Regions from separate parts of the Mus musculus genome. Here region 1 is linked to region 2. A link is a contact called in public HiChIP or PLAC-seq data. All regions are on one chromosome and are shown on one strand. Each heading gives the region's core, a stretch centred on a gene start, on an enhancer-like site or on the middle of the called end of the contact. The rest is flanking DNA. Distances are from core to core; before and after follow the strand shown.

Region 1 (3,931 bases), core at 753-3,252, 38 kb before region 2:
CACACATAGGTTGTTCTGAGCCCTCTTCTATGTATGATGCTGCAATCGGTGTCCTTCTCCATGTGTGCTCAAGGATCTGGGAGTATTTCTCTGTGGCACACATGTAGTGGAGAGTGCTGGGCTGACAGACACATGTTTGACTTTTCTCAGCATTTTCTTTTTCTTTTTAATGATAGAAACAAACCACCTAAAAGTGAATCTTTGGGAAGACTCGCTTGTTCTCCCCATGTCTGGTGTTGTACCTCAAACTTGACCTTGGCCTCTGTGTGGGTTTGAATAAGAACAGCCCTCATAGGCTAATATGCTTGAATGCTTATGTTTGAAAGTGGCACTACTTGAGAAGGATTAGGAGGTGTGGCCTTGTTGGAGTGGGTGTGGCCTAGTTGGAGGAGGTGTGTCACTAGGGAGGCTAGCTTTGAGGTTTCAAAAGCCCAAGTCAGGCCCAGTGTCATCTCTCCCTTTCTGGGCCATTGGATAAGGATGTAACTCTCAGCTAGTGTTCTAAGGACATGTGTGTTGCCACACTACCACCATGATGACTGTCACTAAACTAAAGCAAATCCTCAATTAAATGAATATATACATATATATATATATATATATATATATATATACATATATATATGTCATTGTATGTATGCATGTATATGTGTGTGTGTGTATATGTGTGTGTGTATAATTATATATGGTCTTTCCTCACAGCAATAGAACAGTGACTAAGACAGGGTCCTGTCAGGTCTTGCACGTTAGAGCTGGGTCTCTAAGTCACCTTCATTGAGGACAGTTTTGTTCAAGGTCCATGAGGTGATTATAACTTTCATAAAAGAGATGATCTGTGACCTCTCGGTGATCTCCTTGGCCATGGCAGCTGTTACTTTGCAGGACAGCAGACAATTCCAGCCACTAGAACACTGTTACAGGGGTAGTCTGGGGTACCATCCATCTCTGATGTTCTTCAAGATAGCTTTGTATCCAGAGTAGCATCCAGCCAGGATCAGCACCATTTACCCAAGCTTTGAGAACTTGCCCATTTGTCACCAACCAACAGACATACTGCAGAAAACCTCTCAGTATTTGTGGGAAGCCACATGTGCCGTTGCAGAGTGGCGCTGGCTACTGCTGGCCACCATGCATAAGTTTGGACAAACAACCAATGTGTACATATGCAGTAAAGCTTTTTGCAAAGACACTGCCTGGCCTGGGCATGATAATGAGGCTTTGAGAGTATAACCAATCAGATGTGAGACATGCAAATGAGGTATGATAATGAGGCTCTGTGAGGTACAGAGAGAGAGAGAGAGTAGCCAATCAGATGAGGAACATGCAAATGAGGCTTAGTGCATAACCAATCCGGATGTGAGACATGCCTCTCCTAGGCCTATATAAGCAGCACCAGTTCTGGGCTCGGGGTCTCTTTGCCTCTGCAATCAAGCTCTCCCAATAAACGTGTGCAGAAGGATCCTGTTGCAGCGTCGTTATTGCTGGCCAGTCCAGCGTGTGCAAGTATTTCCAGACTGTCTGCTCTCCAAGCTGCTGAACCAAATCTACTTCCTTGACGACTACGTGTGATGGGCCCATAAACTTCCTGGGAGGCATGAAGGGCTTTTTGTTCAAGCAAATGAGATAAATCTTTAGCCAGTGGAAGTGCACACTTTTAATCTCAGCACTCGAAGGCAGAGGCAGGTGGATCTCTGTGAGCTTGAGGCCAGCCTGGTCCACAAAGAAAGTTCCAGGACAGTCAGCGCTGATAGGAAACCCTATCTATCTTGGTATAGATAGATGATAAATACATAGATAGATAGATAGATCAAGATGCTGCGTATTTGGATTCAGATTTTACCTGGCCAACCCACCTGCTACACTGGGAAAGAGGTACAGGCCAGTGAGTGTGCACAGGAGTGCATAATACTTGTTGTTATGTGTGTAACTCACACACAGTTACAGAAGCACACTCCTCAGGCCCACAGTACTAGCAAGAACTATTCTGTTCAATTCCACTCTACTTGACTTGACCCGACCCGACCCATCCCGACCCTACCTTATCTTATCCTATTCTATTCTGTCCTATTGCCAGTGTCCGGTTTATTCAAAGCTGGGAATCAAACACGGGGCTTCATACATTTTGGGCAAGCACTCTACCAACTGAGCTACACTCCTGCCCAGCAGGAACATTTTATTTATTTATTTATTTATTTCACCGGATGCCATCCCATCCCTAAAGCCCAGGCCTCTGGTGTGTTTCTGAGTTCTCTTCTGTTAGCTGCTGTCTGCAACCAGAAGTTACTCTTGTTGAGAATAGATTTCCAACTCCCTTCAGGCCCGAGGAGGAGCTTTGTGTCTGTGGTAGACAGCCTCATTGTCTGTTGATATCTGATCACAGTAGGATTTGCTTGTTATCTGATTCTCTCAACAAAGGACATAAAAATAGAAATTCCTCACTATCCTAGGCTGTGAAGTTACCAAGAAAATGATTTATGTCTTTGTTGACCTTGGACAAATTTGTTCTCACAGTTAAACCTTTTTTTTTTTTTCCTTTTGACATGACTAAAATTAAGCTGTGTATTCAAAGGATCTGATTTTCCTTCCTGAAGGGTGAGAGCTCATAGCTTATGGTACTTCAGGCAGTCTTCCTTACAAGGGATCTGGGTGTGTATGTGTGTCCATGTGTATCTGTATGTGTGTGTGCATGTGTTCATGCATTATTGTAAGGTGTGTGTGTGCACGTGCGCATGTGTGTGAACTCACACACACACACACACACACACAAATGAGGAATCACTACATATCTATCCCACTATTAAACAATTTTTTAAAAAGCTGGACATGGCACGTGTGTTTTAATATCATGCTAGGAAGACAGGAACAGGAGGACCCCTGAGGCTCAAGCTCCAAGTAAAATGAGAGGCTCTGTTTCAAAATAAGCAAGACAGCTCCTGAGGGATTAGGCTAAGAAGATGGGTTGTACAATGGTACATATATGTATGTGTATGCTTGCGTGAAGGCTGGAGATAACCTTGGCTGGTATTCCTCAGACACCATACACTTTCTTATGACAGGTTTTCTCATTGTGGAACTCACCAAGTAGGTGCGTGCGCACGCGCACACGCACACACACACACACACACACACACATAGACGCACACACCCAGATCCCTTATGAGTAAGACTGCCAGTCAAGCATGGTCATCTGAGTTCAATACAGGGGCAGGAAGCTGAGGCAGGAGGATTGAGAGTTCAAAGACAGCTAGGGCTACATAGGAAGAGCTTGTCGCGGAAAAAAAACAAAACAAAACAAAAAAAAAAAAAACAAAACAAAGAAAAACAGAATTTAGGAAACTATTTTTCAGGTAGGTGAGATGACTTGTGGGGAAAGGCACTTGCCACCAATCCTGACATCCTAGCTTCCGTTCCTAGGGCTGACATGGTAGAAGGTATGTGTCAACTGAATGAATAAGAGTTTAAAACAAGCTTGGCTTTCTTATGAAAAAAAATATTTCACTGTTTTTTCCTATTTTTAGATTTTATGTGCATGAGTATTTTGTCAGCATATACATGTATGTATGTATGTATGTATGTATGTATGTATACAAATCATGTTCATGCCTAGTAATCATGGAGGTCGGAAGAGGGCGTCATATCTCCTTGGACTGGAGTTCTAGGCAGTGAGGGATCAATCTCAAGTGGCCAAGCTTGGCAGCAGGCATCTTTACCTTCTGAGCTATCTTACCAGGCTGGTTATTTGAAATCCCATTTCTTGCAGCTTATGCTGACAAGGACAATGATGGCTGTAATAGTCACCTGATCCAGATAATGGAGGTCTACAAACCTCCATTTCATTCAGGTGGTCTCAAGTGGTTTTAAGGCTAATGCTGCCATTTGAAATCAGAAAGGAGTGTTGGATGGAGGTGTTCTGAGAAGCATATATGGTTGA
Region 2 (4,114 bases), core at 123-2,622:
TGTGTATCTCTGGCTGTCCTGGAACTCACTCTGTAGACCAGGCTGGCCTCAAACCTCTACCTCTCCAGGCTAGGATTAAAGGCTTGCAACACCACCACCCAGGTTAAAAAGATGTTTTTGTTTGTTTGTTTGTTTGTTTGTTTTTTCAAATCAGGGTTTCTCTGTGTATCTCTGGCTGTCTTCGAACTCACTCTGTAGACCAGGCTGGTCTGGAACTCAGAGATCTGCCTGCCTCTGCCTCCTGAGTGCTAGGATTAAATGTGTGAGCCACCATCTCCCATAAACTAACTCCTTCTATTAGCTTGTTCTTTGTGCTTTCTTTTCGGATCCACCAATAGGATACACTTTCTGACAACTTTTAAAATCTGATATGCCTTCACTTCGAATCAAAGCCCACTTGGTGGGTTCAGATGAATTGTCTCTTGTCACTCTTCACAAAACAAGAGGAGGACAGGCACATGGAAGCAGATCATTTTAGCCAAATGTCCATCGTCCATCAAAGTCCGTCTTGAAACACGGGTGGTAGCACTGAGGTCCAGTAAAGCAGAACCAATAACTTCATGCTAATTACACAAGTACCCAGGGTTCTGCGCAGCACTCACCTGACTGGCACACAGCTGCCCACGCAAGGAGATGTCCACCCCTCCTCCCTGACCCCGGGAAGCACAACTAGCTTGTCATAAACATCACTTTGCACAGACGGTTCCATTCAAGTTTGAAACAAGCCCCCCCCCCCCCAAAGCTAATGAGATCTGTCATATTGATACATCTTGACCAGGAATCCCGAACATCTCCCCCACTTTCCATCTTCCTCTCCACAATCCAGCTAGTCTCCGCCAAAGTTGTGGAGAGCGCCTAGAAGCCTCTCGCTCTCACTCCCCGGCGATTAAGTTGGTTCCTCAAATTGTTCCGGACAGGAGGGGCAGGAAACAGCGCCGGCTTTGGTGACGGCTGCAGCGGAGTGGGTGAGGGCTGTCCAAGCGGCCTCACATCGATCCCTGGTTTAAGGTCTGGTTAGGTCACAATTCTAGCCTCCCTCCCCCAACCGCCTGTAGTCCTGGAGCGGCCACGTCCCTAGAGGCCTGAGTTTCCTTAAGAGGCCCTGCTGCTAGTCCAGCCAGGTGGGAGGAAGCTGGTCCAAGTCTGGTGGCCCTAGGTGGGCGGAGCCTAATTGTGGCTCGAGCTAGAAGGAGTGTGACCAGGAGGTGCCGCTCACCCTTAGCGATCCGGTACGCGTCCCTGCACCCCCGAGAGCTCTCAGTCCCTGGGAGACAGGTGCTGTGGCCGCGCGGCGGCGCCCCCGAGGGGAGGTCCTGGAGTGCCCGCCCTCACCCGCCCAGTCTACGCCCCTCCTCTTCTCTCCCCTCCCCCGCAGTCCACTGCCACCGGTCGCCAGCGATCCCGTTCCCGGGTCTCCGAGCAGACCCAGAGTGCGCTCGCCGAGGTGTTGGGACACTTGCGGACCTGACCCTGGAGATCACCCGGGTTTGCCCGCCTCCCATCATCCGCGATTCCCTGGCCCGCGATCCTGAGCCCAGGGAACTCATTGGGTGGGGGTAGGGTCCTCGGGGACCCGGGCCAGCTCCCGGGGCGACGATGGAAGAGCAGCAGCGCGCGCGCTCGCACACGGTCACCACCACTACCAGCTCCTTTGCGGAGAACTTCTCCACCACCAGCAGCAGCTTCGCTTACGACCGAGAGTTCCTCCGTACCCCGCCGGGGCTCCTGATCGTAGCCGAGATCGTAAGTGTCGGGCCGGGCCGGGCTGGGCCGGGCGGAGGGAGGCAGGTGGACTCGGCTAGCTCGCGCGCCTCCAGCTCCGCCCACCGAGCTGGCTCCGGTCTTCCCGCGGGCTCCGGGAACACTCTTGAGCTTCGACTTCTTTGTAAAGTGCAAAACTCACATTCAGGTTCTTTCACCTGAGGCTCCCTTGGGAACCAGGGTTGTGACCCTCAGGATGTCTGCTGTGGGAGGTAACTCACAGCTTGCTGTTTTCATTCGAAGGATGGTGGTCTTTCCCGGGAGCCGGATACTTTGGTGGGCGTTTATAGATAATGGGTGTCTGGAATACTTAGGGCCTACCTCACCTGATCTCCACGTGCAGGGGTCCCTAAAAAACAACGTTTTTGTTTGTTTGTTTGTTTGTTTGTTATCAAACTGACCCTTCCAAAGTGCTGGTCTGGAACTCAGAGCTTCACGTGCCAGTCGGATGCTCTATCGCTGAGCCGCACCCCCAGTTTTAAAAGTTTTCCTATTAAAAGTTATAAAGGAGAGAACTTCTGAGTAATTAACTTCCTGTGGTCAAATACAGATGAATCAAGAACATTTCCCTGAATAAATCTGAGAATCTCAACCTCTTTAAGCCCTTGAGGGCCGCTGTACGGACTGAGCACATCCTGGTGGGGGCTGGGCAAGTGCCCGGGAGGGAGGCAGGACTTGTACGTGCTGTTCCTGGGAAGCCAGGCCTTCCGCCTGGAGTTCTGTTGACTACTGGTGGAGGCCACTATCTATTGTCCTCGCCCTCTACCAGGGTGTCAGTCCTGGAGGAGCTTCTAAGTTTGTGTAGGCCCTGATGCGCTCTCCCTTGAAGGTGGTTGCAAGTAAGCTTATTTTACACGCGAGGAAACTGAGTCAGAGACTGGACGGAAGTTTACACTTGTTGGCAGAGCTGAGATTCAAACCTATGTCTGCCCTTTTCTTGCTCCCTGCTCCTACCTGCTAAGGAGCGTCGACTCCCACAGTCTAAATAGGAGTCCCCCTTCTGTTGCATCTCAGACCCAAGGAAGCATTTGTGAAACTGAAATCCAGCCCATAGGAAAGCTAGAGAATGGGGGCGGAGATCGTGTTGTACAGTGGTTGAGTGTGCATGGACCCTCTGAGAAACCTTCAGCAGCCCCTGTGTGGATCCCGGGAGCTTGCTGACTCAAGGCGCAGATCCACCCCAGACCCACCCAATCAGCTTCCACGGAAAGTTGGGAAAGTGTTAGCTTAGCTCATCTCCAAAATGGTTGGCCCAGGCAGCCCCAAGGGTATTTGCAGCCCTATTAAATAGCCCTAAGTATTACAGTCACAGTGCAAGGCCTGGCCTGGCGTTAAAGAGCTCAACAAATATTTGCTGTGTGAGTGAGGGAGTTGGCTGGCTCTCCCGCTTCAGAAAAGCAAATAGACGCTCAAGTGACTGAGTTGGGGCTTCTGTGGGGTGGCTCAGACCACCACCACCTTGTGTTGGTGTGTTTGCTGCCCACGTGCTCTCTGTTACATACCTTCAGAGAATATGAAAGCGATAGAACTGTCAAGGACCCTTCGTCCCATCACTAAGGTGAACTACTGTTGATGTGTTCACATGGCTCTATAGGCTGCAGGGAGCTCCCCCATACAGTTTTTGGGGTTGGTGTATGTGTGTGCATGGGCATGTGTGGCTATGTTCATATTCCCCTTCTTTACTTGGGAGGGGGACGTGGCCTGTGGAGATCAGAAGACAACTTATGGCAGTCTATTGTGTCCTTCTGCCAAGTTGCCTCTGGGATTTGAAGGACACTGTCAGGATTGGTGGCAAACACCTTTTTTATCCATGGAGCTATCTGACCAACCCTCTACCTTATTTTTTGGTCCCAAACTAATGGCACTGCTGGGGGAGTCTTAGGAGGTGTGGCCTTGTTGCAGGAAGCACTGGAGGCAAGCTTTAGCCTGGGGCCATTCCCAATGCACTCTTTCTCTTTCTGCTTGTAGTTTAAGATGTGGGTCCTCGGGGCTGAAGAGGTGGGTCAGCAGTTAAGAGCATTGGCTGCTCTTCCAGAGGTCCTGAGTTCAATTCTCAGCAACCACATGGTGTCTCACAACTATCTCTACTGGGATCCAATGCCTTCTTTTGATAGCTACCGTGTATTCATATAAATAAAATAAAAATAAGTCTTAAAAAAAAAAGTGAGCCCTCAAACTTCCTGCCTCTGCCATCACCTTAGCTCTGTCTTTACGGGGTCTACCCTTCTGGAGCCATAAGCCCTAACAAACTCTTCTACAAGTTGCTTTATCACAGCAATAGAAAAGCAATACGTGGACCATGGAAGTTCAGCCCTGCCTGTCTTCCATGATAGCCATTATATGGCTTGGGTTA

What was found. HiChIP or PLAC-seq counts read pairs in DNA pulled down with a chosen protein or histone mark.
Region 1: an H3K27ac HiChIP or PLAC-seq map of extraembryonic endoderm stem cells shows a contact between it and region 2. The contact joins the enhancer-like site here to the promoter of Cmtm8 in region 2. A contact is called at or near these places in 5 of 39 promoter capture datasets (the C10 cell line, embryonic stem cells, liver and 2 more), 7 of 484 Hi-C or Micro-C datasets (the AML12 cell line, cerebellar granule neurons, embryonic retina and 4 more), 7 of 115 datasets of contacts at active chromatin or transcription factors (embryonic stem cells, extraembryonic endoderm stem cells, microglia and 2 more) and 3 of 9 other capture datasets (adipose tissue, liver and pancreatic islet).

What each region holds. Positions count from the first base shown.
Region 1 is chr9:114,880,627-114,884,557 of GRCm38.p6, reverse strand. No RefSeq gene overlaps it. Among named protein-coding and RNA genes, the nearest start is that of Gm30448, 29 kb to the right of the region's middle. Within about 2 kb of position 2,002, at least 4 of the 459 cell types and tissues checked have an H3K27ac peak or open chromatin away from gene starts, as enhancers often do. A contact at or near this core is called in extraembryonic endoderm stem cells and trophoblast stem cells, where this site is marked.
Region 2 is chr9:114,841,410-114,845,523 of GRCm38.p6, reverse strand. Cmtm8 (CKLF-like MARVEL transmembrane domain containing 8) reads left to right here and starts at 1,372. Exons shown (of 4, transcript NM_027294.2): 1 at 1,372-1,743. The coding sequence starts at 1,597.